Linked DNA regions of Mus musculus: all the other regions are linked to region 1. The links are chromatin contacts, called in public promoter capture Hi-C maps. All regions are on one chromosome and are shown on one strand. Each heading gives the region's core, a stretch centred on a gene start, on an enhancer-like site or on the middle of the called end of the contact. The rest is flanking DNA. Distances are from core to core; before and after follow the strand shown.

What was found. Promoter capture Hi-C pulls out the DNA fragments that hold promoters and counts their contacts. Capture Hi-C pulls out chosen DNA fragments and counts their contacts.
Region 2: a promoter capture Hi-C map of adipose tissue shows a contact between it and region 1, with 3 times the contacts expected there. The contact joins the promoter of Zfp566 here to the promoter of Dyrk1b in region 1. A contact is called at or near these places in 2 of 39 promoter capture datasets (hippocampal neurons and liver), 1 of 484 Hi-C or Micro-C datasets (CD4 T cells), 1 of 115 datasets of contacts at active chromatin or transcription factors (astrocytes) and 2 of 9 other capture datasets (adipose tissue and liver).
Region 3: a contact with region 1 is called in a promoter capture Hi-C map of liver, with 3 times the contacts expected there. The contact joins the promoter of Zfp14 here to the promoter of Dyrk1b in region 1. A contact is called at or near these places in 2 of 39 promoter capture datasets (cranial neural crest and liver), 1 of 115 datasets of contacts at active chromatin or transcription factors (astrocytes) and 1 of 9 other capture datasets (liver).
Region 4: a promoter capture Hi-C map of adipose tissue shows a contact between it and region 1, with 2.2 times the contacts expected there. The contact joins the promoter of Yif1b here to the promoter of Dyrk1b in region 1. A contact is called at or near these places in 1 of 39 promoter capture datasets (liver), 3 of 484 Hi-C or Micro-C datasets (CD4 T cells and erythroblasts) and 2 of 9 other capture datasets (adipose tissue and liver).
Region 5: a contact with region 1 is called in a promoter capture Hi-C map of liver, with 4 times the contacts expected there. The contact joins the promoter of Psmd8 here to the promoter of Dyrk1b in region 1. A contact is called at or near these places in 1 of 39 promoter capture datasets (erythroid cells), 1 of 484 Hi-C or Micro-C datasets (CD8 T cells), 1 of 115 datasets of contacts at active chromatin or transcription factors (large pre-B cells) and 1 of 9 other capture datasets (liver).

What each region holds. Positions count from the first base shown.
Region 1 is chr7:28,179,037-28,181,608 of GRCm38.p6, reverse strand. It overlaps Dyrk1b (dual-specificity tyrosine-(Y)-phosphorylation regulated kinase 1b), which reads right to left and starts at 1,293. Exons shown (of 11, transcript NM_001271370.1): 1 at 1,183-1,293; 2 at 1-100. The coding sequence starts at 1,261. Fbl (fibrillarin) reads right to left here. Exons shown (of 9, transcript NM_007991.3): 8 at 2,566-2,572; 9 at 2,340-2,478. The coding sequence ends at 2,454.
Region 2 is chr7:30,089,211-30,091,782 of GRCm38.p6, reverse strand. It overlaps Zfp566 (zinc finger protein 566), which reads left to right and starts at 1,273. Exons shown (of 4, transcript NM_152814.2): 1 at 1,273-1,495.
Region 3 is chr7:30,050,096-30,052,667 of GRCm38.p6, reverse strand. It overlaps Zfp14 (zinc finger protein 14), which reads left to right and starts at 1,272. Exons shown (of 5, transcript NM_178733.5): 1 at 1,272-1,323.
Region 4 is chr7:29,237,044-29,239,615 of GRCm38.p6, reverse strand. It overlaps Yif1b (Yip1 interacting factor homolog B (S. cerevisiae)), which reads right to left and starts at 1,293. Exons shown (of 8, transcript NM_001110201.1): 1 at 1,180-1,293. The coding sequence starts at 1,225.
Region 5 is chr7:29,179,394-29,181,965 of GRCm38.p6, reverse strand. Psmd8 (proteasome (prosome, macropain) 26S subunit, non-ATPase, 8) reads left to right here and starts at 1,293. Exons shown (of 7, transcript NM_026545.3): 1 at 1,293-1,689. The coding sequence starts at 1,321. It overlaps Catsperg1 (cation channel sperm associated auxiliary subunit gamma 1), which reads left to right. Exons shown (of 28, transcript NM_001368407.1): 28 at 40-434. The coding sequence ends at 294.

The DNA.
Region 1 (2,572 bases), core at 44-2,543:
GTGGGCTCAGAGGGCCGCAGGGGCGTGAGGCCTGGAGCGGGAGCCCGGCCGGGGGGCGCCTTCTCGCATCCTGCACCTCGGCTGCCACCGCCGCTGAGACCTGAGAGCAGGTAGGAAGTGGGAAGACAACATGGAACAAGAAGGCATGTAGGTCAGGGTCAGTCAGAAGAGGTGGGTATGAGTTAGGGGCAGGACCAGGGGGAGACAGGGGACAGGGCAGAGCACCAGCACCAGGTAGCCATGTACAAACAGAAAGGGTAGCAAGTGGGTTAGCACAGCGTGTCTCTCAACAAATGAGGAGCCAAAAAAAATGAATGAAGCATCACATCCAGAGATGTAAAAGGGAGCCATCAGAGCCAGACAGGGGTGGGAGAGGGTGGGTACAAGGCCAGGGCAGGAGGGATAGAAAGAGGCCAGGAATTAGGAGAGCAAAAGAAGGCAGAAACCGTGTAGAGTCTGGGCAGTAGAACTCAGTCCTTCAAAATTTTACTGGTGGCCAGCCTGAGTCCCTCAGATAAGGCCCCGCCCTCACACCGTCTTCCCTCAACACCAAGGGCCCAATTTCAAGCCCAGTCTACCCACTAGTTTCTTTCTATTCTAAAGAACATAGCAGTCCTTATGGACCTCCCAGCAAACCCAAGGTTATCTGAGAACTCCTTTACATGCAAGCTATAGATGTTTCAACCACCTCGGCACTTTCCCCTGGGACCGACTCCATACTCCAAGACCGCTCCCTGCTCCCTATATGAGGTCTCTGGAACCAGAGATCCTTCTTTTAAGCAGTCTATATTTATCCCACTAGGATTCCCCCATTACTCCAAGACCCCTACTCCTCAGGAAAACAAGGGAGAGGTGTCATTTTTCAACATCTAAGAGTCACGGTCTTTTTCTTCTTTACCCTGAGGTCCTTGCTAGCTCCTCTATTTCTACGCTGGGTCATTCCACAATTGAGCCTATTCCTAGAAGGGCCTGACAGCCAAATCCCTAAATATCGCACAAGACTTCACTCACTAAAAGTGTCCTTCGGAACAAAATCCCCTTCTTAGGAGCCTCCCCCTTGTCAGATCCCCTTCTATGCTATGTCTTGCCACTCCAGGTCCCCTTTATTGGGGCTTCACAGATAAACAACCTCTTCCCGAGCCCTCCCACACTAGGACCAGCTCTTACAGCTCCCACCCCTACCCGGGTCAGGGATGGCGCTGGGCCCACGGGGGGCTGGAGCGCGATGGGGACCCCAGTGCGGTGGGCGAGCGGCCAGCATGGCGGCGGTGGTGGTGGCGGCGGCGATGAGGAGGTGGCCGCCTGTCCCCGGCCCGGCTAGCCTAGCCAGCCCCGCGGCGGTGAGGGCAAGCGGGACAGGCGGCCCGGTGGGTGACAACAGCAGCCGCCGCCACTGCCACCGAGGGGGAGGGGCGGGGAAAGGAGGGGACGAGGGTCAGACCAGGGCACGCGGGGGAAGGGGACAGCAGGTGGACGGGGGAGGGGCGGGTTAACCCTCGCCCTACGGCCCAGCCCCGCCCCGCGTGGCCACCCGCCCCCAGGGACCCTGGCGTCCCGCCCCCCACCCGGCAGGCCCGCCCCGGCCAGTGGAGTCCCGGCGGGCGGGGCCCAAGAGAGCCCGGCAGGCCGCACCTCCCATGGCAACAACCGCGCCATTGGTTGTTGCTGCCAAGAGCTTAACCAATTAGCACTCAGGGCAGCTGTTGCTAGGCGACAGCGAAGCGGCCAGCGCAGCCGAGCCCAAACAAAGGGCGGGAGTGGGGCCTGGCTGCCCCCTCCCCGACTCCCTCTCAGGACGGCTCCCTCGGGCTCAGCCTCTTCCAGGAATCCAGCTATGAAGAGCCGGACTCCGCTGCAACGGCCCAAAGCCCCCTCCTTTCCCTTGCTAAATCTCGCGGGGACGGGCAGGGCGGTTCCCGGCCTGCCCCCCACCCAAGCGTGCCGCCCCGCCCGTCGCAGCACCCTTACCTGAGGGCGTGGGTAAGGGGATTCAAACTGCTCGGGGAGCCCGAGCTCAGACCTGCCCACTGGCTGAGGGTGTCCGGTGGACGCGGCGAGCCAGGGCCCCGATTACCCAGTAATGCAACCAGCAAAATGGCGACCACAACAAACCGGCCCCCCTGCCCCGGCTCCGCCCCCACATCATTCACGTGACCTAGCGGAGCACAGTGCGCCTGCGCCTTAAGGGTGCTGAGCCGCGCACGTGCGGAGCAGCCACCAATGGAGCATGCACCATGTGACCGGATGAAACTTTCCAGGCACCACCCCCCGAAGCACACAAAGTTGATCAAGGGCGCATGCGTCTCGAGGCCACTTAGCAATAGGCACCAGACAGGGGAGACAGATGAGTCTTTTAATAGAAAAACAAAACAACTCCCCCGCCCCCAAAAAATCACAAGCCACACGTGCAACAGTAACAACACACATCTCTTCAATCCAGACAGCTCTGAGTTTCAGTTCTTCACCTTGGGAGGTGGCCTGTGAGGAAATCAGAGGGGGTCGAGTTGTAACCACTTTTGGCTTCTCAGGGCCACAGGTAAGGGAGAGGTCTGTTGTGACACTCACCTGTACA
Region 2 (2,572 bases), core at 24-2,523, 1.9 Mb before region 1:
TTCAAATCTCCGCACCCAGCAATCCCAAACTTCACTTCCCTCTAACATGCCTGGTTAGTATACCCGTTATCATTGGGGTAGTCTACCGGCAGCTCTCCCTCAGCTCCATTCTATTCTGGGTAACTTCATATCCTTATAAGATCTTCATGTCTTTATAGTATCTATTTCGTTAGGACTGTGGCAGCTTTGCAATTAACAGAGAAGTGAGGTAAGCCGTGTTGTCCCTATTTTCTGAAGAGAAAATCTTGATTTATACAGAGATGTAGTCTTTTAACTTCAATGTCGTTTTAAAAGATTTAATGTGAGTGCTCTGCTGCATATACATCTGTAGGCCAGAAGAGGGCATCATATCCTCTTATAGATGATTGTGAGCCACTATGTGGTGGCTGGGTATTGAACTCAGGTCCTCTGGAAGAGAAGCCAGTGCTCTTAATCGCTGAGTCATCTCTCTAGCCCCAACTTTAATGTCTTTTTCAGACCGACTGACTTGTTATCTCCTGGACTAGGTATATTTATTGGTTATGGAAATCACTTCAAAGGAAGATGCTTTCTCCAAGTGTTCCACTGTAGTTTTTAATGTAACTACCTCTCAGTAGCCAGGGATGACCCTGATCCTCCTGCTCCTCCTGCGGGCTAGCATTAGAAGCATGTGGGAATCCAAGGTGTGGTCCTGGTATCCACCCTTTCAACCTACAGGACCTGCTAATGAGTACCAAGCCAAATGCATGTCCAGAACAAGTCACACATCTGCGGAGGAGATCTGTTCCTGCACACTTCTGGGGCGGGGGGAAACTCGGCCGCTAGAGGTGGCCAAGCAAAGGCTTAGCTCTCTGAGAAATTGAGATAACTTTCCCCCTTCAATATATTTTTTTTCGTATTGCACTGAATTATATTACTAGAAGTCTCAGCCGCATGATTATGCTTACTATGCAAATCACACTCCGCCCCCTACCAGTTCTCCGCCCCTTTCCTGATGCAGTCTATCCTCTACAGATAATACCAAAAGTCCGGGAAATCAACAGATTCCTAACTTTTTTGAATGATTTTAAATGCAGTAGTGGAAGCTGATATAGGGTTCCATGTATCCTGAGGATGCGTTTCTATTTGGGGTGTCCTCCGCTCGTCCACCACACTGAGGGACCGTTAGAAGCCCCGCCCATCGGGAGCCATCTTGTCTGCCGCGTTCCCTCGGACTGACTACATTTCCCAGAGGGCTCCCTGGCTTCTCGCGGGAAGATCACGCGCCTGGCGTGACTTCAGAGCTTTGCTGGCAAGAGGGGAGGTGCACTGAAGGATTGCAGGGCTTTGGCAGCTTGCAAGGAAGGCCTTTGGTGCGGAACCCGGGAGGAGGCGGGGCGAACGCCGAGGCTGGGCTTTGTGCGGCAGAGGAGTCGGAATTGTGCGGCTAATTTGTGAACAGTGATCGCGGCGCTAAGGGGCTGGACTGGTGATGAGCATCAGTTTCTGCTAACACCGTGGCGGCCACCACCCCTTGGTGAGTGGGAGGGAGCGAGCTGGGGACACGTGCGGCATTGTGTGTGGATGTGGAGAGCTGCTGACTGGGTGAGTGTTCTGTCTCTGTAGGGGCGTGCGACTGTGTGATGTTGTGACCACGTGCAGCACAGTGCAGGCGCAGATACCTGTGGATTCTGTGTGGTAAAAGTGAAGTTGTGCTTAAGTTACTTTTTGAGCCCCTAGTAGGTAGTCCTGTCTTCTCGTAGGTAGGTTTCCGATAGCCGAGTGTCTCTGTTGTGGGTCTGTGTGTGGGTTGTGAGTGTGAAGTTTTGAATGTGTATCTTGCGTGCATTCTTCTTTAGCCTTTGCTCATTTTAGAGGTTCATTTGTGAGCTATCATGCTTTTCTTTGTCTTTTACTTTGTTTATTTGGACAGCTGTGTAGGACTTCCCCGTGTTAAGTGGGATAGCGGCTTAACTGAGTCTTTGTGCTGTTTGATATTTCAGGATCTGAAGCATTTATACATCTCGACTATTAAGGGTAGCCATATGAGTATTTCCAACTGTTTTTAATGTTTACTTTTAAAAATTCACTTTACATCCTAATCTCAGCCACCCTCCTTCCTCGCTTCCCAGTCCTACCCTTACAAATCCCTCCCTCCATCTCCCCCTTACCTTGTCCTCTGGGCAGGAGAGTCCCTCTGGGTACCACCCCTCCCTGGGGCACCTAGTCCCAGCAGGTCTAGGAAGCACAATCAGGCAGTCGAAGTAGGGGGTGATCCAATGACAGGGAACAGAGATGGAGACAACCCCCGCTCCACTTCTTAGGGGGACCCACATAAACACCAAGCTCACACTTGCTACAAACGTGTAGGCGTGGGGTGGGGAGTGTGCTTAGGTCCAGCTCTTCCATGCTCCCTGGTTGGTGACCCAGGCTCTGTGAACCTCCATGCTCCCAGGTCAGTTGACTCTGGGTCTTCTTGTGGTATCCTTGACCCCTCTGGCTTGCTCACTTCTATCCCATACTCTTCCACAAGACTCCCCAAGCTCCACCTGATGAGTGTGGCTCTCTGCATCTGCCTCCATCCACTGCTGGGTGAAGTCTCTCAGGAGACAGT
Region 3 (2,572 bases), core at 23-2,522, 1.9 Mb before region 1:
TCACGTTCCTAAAACTAACGTCCCAACGCTGGGAATGTTGACGGATGCCTGTAATAACAGCGCTCTGGAAAGAAACAAGAGGATCGATGAGGATCTTTCAACATCCCCAGCACCTATTACAGAGACATCCTGGCTGATATACCTTGCCCCCCACTATCCCAAACTCTGTAGCCCAGGCCTGGGCTTCCCATCTCCCAGCTTCTGTGATTCCTGTATAACCCAGTCATTTTGGGCACAAGGTCCTTTTGTTACCTCTTGCCCGCTGCACTTGGCCTCTTGGCTTCTAGCCTGTCCTACACCCCACCCCCTCCCCTCACATGGCCCCATTTAGTCCGGCAGTCATGGCCACCCTGGTTACTTTCAGACGCCCCTGCCAGTGCTCTCTCTTAGATCTCAATCCCTTGGGAGCAGTCATGTCCTCCTTTTTTTTTTTTTTTTTTCCATTCATCTTGAATTTGCAGTCTGCATGCTTCAGTCTCCTGAAGACCGGATGAGGCCTGGCACAAACACAAGAAAATGTTAGAGCAGTGGTTCTCAACCTCCCTAAAGCTGCGACCCATTAATACAGTTCCTCATGTTGTGGTGATCCACAAGCTATATAATTATTTTCGGTACTACTTTATAACTGTAATTTTGCTACTGTTAGGAATCCTAATGTAAATATCTGTGTTTTCTGATGGTCTTAGGTGGTCCCTGTGAAAGGTCATTTGACCCCCAAGGGGGGGGGGGATCTCGACCAACAGGTTGAGAACCACTGTGATAGAAGAAAGCATAATTATCTTTCCAGTCTTAGAGGTCTTGGCTTCATCTCCAGTTTGCAAAACAAAACCTAAGGCCAATACCAACGACTAGACCAATATACACAACGGCTAGAAGGGACAGTGGGAGAAAGCAGAGGCAGCGGGAACTCCAAGGAGCCTGAGCAACCTTTCCCTGGGTAGATGTGGGACTGCACCTTTGGAGAATGTATTTTACTGAGTTCCCTGATCATGCCTACACCCTCGCTGGGGTGAGAATATGCTTATCTCACATATTAAGCATGTGATAATGTGATGATGGTGTTCTCAGCCCTGGTAGGGCAACGACACAACCCCCAGCCCAGTGAGCTAGGTTTGGGGTGGGGATTTGGGGGCAGAGGGCAGCGGAATCTCCTAGCCCTTCCAGCTGGTCCAAGATCACACCCAGAGGCCTCCACCCATCACAGCCCCGAGCACGCTTGCGCACTCCGCTGCGTTGGCCCAGTCTTTCCCACCATGGACTACATTTCCCACAGGCCTCTGCGCAGCATCCTTCCGGCTGCTTAGCGCCGGTCCGCTCTGAGAGGTGAGTTGGTCCCTTGCACTGAGGAAATTGTCGCGGGGGCAGCGTAGGTTTGTCTTTAGTTGGCTTGAGAGACTTGGAGTCGGTGACGCTGAGTGGACACCGCGTACCCCGTTGCATCCTCCGTCTTCCCGCTGCAGAGCCCAGAGGCCCAGCATGGCTCTGAGTTCTGTGTGTGAACCTCAGAGTGAGGGCCCTCCGTACAAAAAGACAGCGCAGCTGCCACCGCAGGGCTGCTTTGTACGCGCTCCCTCCCCGCCAGGCAGCCCCGGTGGCCGTCGCCTGTCAAACCTGCCCCTCCGGTGGCGGCCAGTGTCCTCTCCATCCGCGGCGCTCCATTTCCAGTAGGTTATGTGTGTGGAAGGGCTGGTCGCGAGGGGTGTGTCCCCAGGCTACCAAGCCCGCACCTTCCCGGTTTGACCTTTTCCCCAGACTTGTTCATTTTAGGGAAGGCGAGGGAATAAAAGCAGGAAACGATTGTTGTTGCATACATAGAGACCCAACATTACTGCGGAAAAAAAAATAGCCTAACTTTCTTCTTTCTCGTTGTCCTATGAAGTGTACTCCTTGTTTTTCCAGGCATGGGGACATTTACTCCTCATTACTGTGAAAGTGAAAATGAAGTTAGCTTGGAAAGAAGCAGCGGTTTGGTGTTATCTTGGTCAGGGTAGAGGAGACAGATTCATGCAGACTGATAGTAAGCATCACTCAGAGATTATGTCTCTGATTAAATGCGGGTCCAGGCCCTCTTTGTGTGGTTACAAATGTCTTTTGTATTTTTTCTTTTTTATGTGTGTGTGTGTGTGTGTGTGTGTGTGTGTATTTGTGTGTATACACATACCAGCAGAAGCCAGGAGAAGGTGTCTGATTCCCAGGAACTGGAGTTATAGACGGTCGTGAAACACCATGTGAGTACGGGGAATCACACTTGCATCCTCTGCTAGAGCAGCCACTGCTCCTAGCAGTACAGCTGTTTCCAGCCTCACAGGTTTTAAATTTTTAACATGTTCGTTTTTTACGTATGTGAGTGTTTCTGTCTGCTTTTCTTTCTGTGCACCACTGAGTGTGACTGCGCCTGAGGAGCCCTGAAGAGGGCATCGGATTCTCTGGAACTGGAGTTACAGCAGTCACGTAGGTGCTGAGAGTGTAACCCGCTGATCCATCTCTGCATTCCAGGCTGCAGCTTTCTTATCCACGAAGCCTGCTTTGCTAGTTCGTTTTTAATTACTGTGGAAGATTCCTTTGCTAAACC
Region 4 (2,572 bases), core at 44-2,543, 1.1 Mb before region 1:
TTCCACATCTCCATCCCAGCCCCAACCTATCTGCCTGTGCACTCTACATCATCTGTCCAGCACTCTATTAAAAGGAACTAACTCATCTTTGTGTGTGTGTGTGTGTCCGTCCACCATAGATCCATCTCAGGTAGTCAGGCTTGGTGGCAAGTGCCCTTACTGGAGCCATCTCTGGGAATCCACCCCTGACTTCTCACACTGTTTACTTTAAACACATGTTGCCCAGGCAGGCATTCAAAGTCGACTCCCAAGTGCTAGGGTTACAGGTGTGCACCATGAACCCTCCCCCATGCTTCTATCACAGCAGTTCCATTGCTCTGTACTGGCAGCTTTATGACAGGAATAAATGCTAGCTGGTCACATATCACAGGCCGGCCAGACACTAAGGAGTGAAGGGGTAAATGGAGCCTCCTCAAACCCTAGTCACAATCAGGACTACACACACACACACACACACACACACACACACACCACACACACTGGTTCTTACTACTCTAGTTGACCGACAAGTTTCCTTCCTTGGAAAGTGTCTATCTTCCTCCTGAACTCTAGCTGTAAGAAAGCAAGGACCAGGGCTTTGGTGGTTACTAGTGTGTACCCAAATTCCAGCCCAGGGCCTGGCACAGGGTTCACAGGAGCAAGTTATGTTAGATGAATAAATGAAACAAACAGGACATAGATATTGAGAGACCAAGAGGAATTCAAATTTACATCTGGGAAAAGAGGTTAACGAAGCTGGAAAAAGGAGGTTAGCAGGACAATAAGTACTGGTTGTGTTCTTAAATGGGATGTAAATATGGCCCTGTCCGCACAGGGAGTGCCCAGGGGCCGTACTGTGGAGCGTGGGTGACAGTTCCTAAGCACTGAAGAGTCTCGGAAAGGTGGGTAGCACAGGAGGTCAAATCGCTGACTGCAAATGAATGGAAGTAGCGTTTCTCTGAACACCGCACTACATTTTCCTCCAACTTGCTTTCTTTTAAAGGAATTTTTTTTAAAGAACCTACCCGCGATGCGCCCCCTACCCGGACTTGGCATCCCTGGGCTGTGCACACCTAGAAACTCCAGGTCCGGGATCTCGTGACCTCCGTCCGACCTGGAGTGACCTCGCCAACCGCCGCGACGGCCCCGCCACACCCCTCGCCCGCCCGATCTCCTCAGCCAGCCACGTACGCCACTTACGCAGCCGGGGCGTCCCCGCCGGCGCCGCCAAACCTGTCGCGTGCATGCTTTAGATGCCACGGCCGAGAACGCCACAGCCGCAGTTTGGAATGGGCCCGCCCGGTTCCCGTAGCCACGCCCCAGTAGTATCGAGAGACCCAATAGGTCTCACGATAGCGCAAGAAAGCCACACCCTCTGGAGGGGGTGCAGCCTGGTTGAGTGGGCGTCGGCTTACATAAGAGGCGGGAACTGAGGCCAATGACGTAAGGGAAGAGGCCGTACCTTAGCGGCAGCAGGGCGGAGCTTGGTGCGATCTAGGAGGAGAAGACTTCAGGCAGGAAGGAAACGTTCCTATTGTTGAGCCCGAAGTCGACGGAAAATGTAGTTCTTTACAGGCAGGCACTCGATTTAGTTAACTGAGAGCACAGGGAGGCTGAAGAAGCGTGAAAGGCGGGGAGAATGATGGATTATTGCAGTTATGCCGGCTCATCTATCGTTTACACAGACGCAGCACTCATTTTTATTATTTATTTATTTATTTATTTGGTTGGTTGGTTGGTTTTTTTCGAGACAGGGTTTCTCTGTGTAGCCTTAGCTGATTTGGAACTCACTCTGTAGACCAGGCTGGCCTGGAACTCACAGAGATCTGTCTGGCTCAGGATTAAAGGAATGCGGCACCAGGGCCCATTTAGGCTGAGAAACAAAGTTTAGCTTAGTGGATCACTTCTGTATTCCCAATACTGAGGAAGCTGAAAAAGAAAGTCATGAGTGGGCTGGTGAGATGGCTCAGCGGGTAAGAGCACTGACTGTCCTTCCAAAGGTCCTGAGTTCAAATCCCAGCAACCACATGGTGGCTCACAACCAACTGTAATGAGATCTGACGCCCTCTTCTGCTGCGTTTGAAGTCAGCTACAGTGTACTTATGTATCATAATAAATAAATCTTTAAAAAAAAAAGTCACGAGTACTGGCTTTGAACATAGTGAGCTCTAGTCTTACAAAAAAAAAAAAAAAAAAAGATTGGGGCTGGTGAGATGGCTCAGTGGGTAAGAGCACCTGACTGCTCTTCCGAAGGTCCAGAGTTCAAATCCCAGCAACCACATGGTGGCTCACAACCATCCGTAACAAGATCTGACTCCCTCTTCTGGTGTGTCTGAAGATAGCTACAGTGTACTTACTATAAATAAAATCTTTAAAAAAAAAAAAAAGATTGAAAAAGAGGCCCTCAGCATATTAGTTCAGAAGAACTGGTAACTTTCTTCGAAGGTACCTTTAGGCAATTTCCCAGAAGTTCATAAAAATGTTCTCACATGGCTCTTTTCCTTCAAGCTTTCTGTCCACCAGAGGTGCATACAGCCCTCACAGTTGAATGCACACAAGCACAACTTTGAGCATAGAACCCTGAAAACTAACT
Region 5 (2,572 bases), core at 44-2,543, 1.0 Mb before region 1:
CAACCCCGACCCCTTGTGACTGTTGTACTGGGCTTGCAGGTGTCTACCAGCTTCTTTATAGCCCTGGTTGTCTTCTACATCCTGTTCTGCCTCGTGTGGCCTCACATAGTGAAGGCCTGGGTCTCATTTCGCTGGAAGATTCACAACATGATGGCACCAGAGACCTATTCATCTTCCTCCTCTTCTGGGGGCTTCACCCTCCATTCTCACAGCTCAGAGGGAAGTTTTGAGGGTCCCTCCAGACCAGGTACCAAAGAGGACAATGTTCAAGCTAAGAGAGCAAAGGTGGCCTGAGTCCCTGGTCTGTACTCTTCCTCATGAACCCTTAGGCCTCTCCTCATGGGAATGCAGCCTGCCACCTCCCCAGGACTTTCTGGTTGGCTAGAATGCTCATGTCTCATTCAGACCCTAATAAAGCCTCCTTGCAGAATCAGTCCCGAGTCCTCAGAAAGGCTCACGTCCGCTTGGTTTGTACCAGCACAGCTGTAGTTAACTGTCAGAATGATGTCAGAATCTTTTATTTTCAAGATGGCACAGCAGATAAAGGAGCTCTCAAGCCTGACAACCTGGGTTTGATCCCCAGGCCTCATGAGATCTAAAGAGAGAGCCGACTCTGTGAAGCTGTCCTCTGACCTCAACATGGGCACATGCACGCACACACACACACACACACACACACACACACACGCATGCCTGTAGGCCAGGCTGGCCTGGAACTCAGAGATCCGCCTGCCTCTGCATCCCAAGTGCTGGGATTAAAAGCGTGAACCACAAAGCTCGGTCTGTAATTCTATTTTAATTTCAAAAATAAGAAAAAAATGGAATAAGAGAAAATAAGAGAAATGGCTCAGTGGTTAAGAGCACTGACTGCTCTTCCAGAAGCCCTGACTAAAATTCCCAGCAACCACATGGTGGCTCACAACCATCCATAAAGGGATCAAATACCCTCTTCTGGGGTGTCTGAAGACAGCCACAGTGTACTTATATACATAAAATGAATAAATAAATCTTTTTAAAGAGTCTGAAAAAAACGTGGAAGAATGATGCTCTGATAAACACGAACGCCTAATCTTAAATCTCACCTGCTAGTCCTCTCTCAGCCTGCCTATGTAGTGACACCTGACAAGTTTTCCAAATGGCTCCACATCGCCACCCCTTGACGTAGAGGCGGTACCCTTAAGATGGACATTCCACAGGCCGAAGCCAGCGAGGGTGGCCATGGTGACTACAGGTGGGCGGGACATTGTGGGCATTGTTTTCAGTTGGAGCGAACGGACTTCCGTTCGCCATTTTGAATGACAGCAGAGGCGGAGCTGCGGCATGTTCATTAAGGGTCGGGCTGCGAAGACACCCCGAGGAGAGCCGCGGCGCTCCTCCCGCGGGGGGCGGAAACTGGCAGTGGTAGCTCCGCCTCCAGTTTTGGGCTCCACCTCCCGGCCTCATTTCCGCCGGGAGTCCATTGCCCGGCGTCGCTGCCGTAAGTCGGGTCGGCGGCTTGCCGCATCACGGAAGATGGCGGCCACAGCGGCTACGGTGAACGGGTCGACCACCGTCTCGAGCTCCGGACCCGCGGCCACCTCGGTCGGGATCCTGCAGGCAGCGGCCGGCATGTACGAGCAACTCAAGGACGAGTGGAACCGGAAGAACCCGAACCTTAGTAAATGTGGAGAAGAACTGGGCCGCCTGAAGGTAAGAGGTCGCCGGGTCCTAGATGCCTAATGCCTGGGGGAAGGTGACAGACGGGAGATCGAGGCTGGTAGAGCGGGCCCTGAGGTGTCGTTAAGGGAGTGATGATGGAAAGATTGGTTCTGGCAGAATCGAATGAGATGGTTCGAGCTTTGTTACTTGGAGGGAGGCAGGAAGGAGTGGGATCAGTGACAAACGGGGAGATAGTGAAAAGAATAAGTCTGAGGTGACGGGACGTTGAGGGAATGTGTGGCAAATAAAGCCCAGGTAAGCTGTGAGGGAGCAGAGGTTAGGAAACACCTGTGTGAAGAGGGGCAACAGGAACAGTTTGAAGCCAAAAACGAACCTAGAAGAGCACACGTTTCGGTTGTAAACACACTCAGGCGGATAGAAGGCCAGTCTGGTCTTCAATAGCGAGTTTGAGGAGGCTGGGCTACATAGACTTCGTCTCAAAATATATATATAATAATAATAAGTAAACAACAACAAAATATGTGTTAGGTTCCCAAGTTTACTAAGGAATGGTGTCTGGGATGGACTGGGGGGGGAGGGAAAAGGAATGCCCCACATTCCTTGTTACCCCTTCTCGGGCACACTGTGGTGGAGGTCTTCCCAGACCTGCATATAATGGCTGAACACGATGTCCCACACTTGTAATCCTAGCACTCGAGAGGCTCACACCAGGCTCTCCAGTTCTAGACTAGATTGGCCTGCCTGGGGAGATGCTGTCTTAAACAAGAGAGAAACCTAAAACAAGCTAAATATAGCAACAGGAAGAATTGAGGTCATGGGCGTCTCCCTACCCCATGATCCCCCTGGGTCAGGCACCAAGTGCCTCGTGTTTCTCAGTGGAGTTACTAATATTTGTAAGATGAGGTAATCCAAT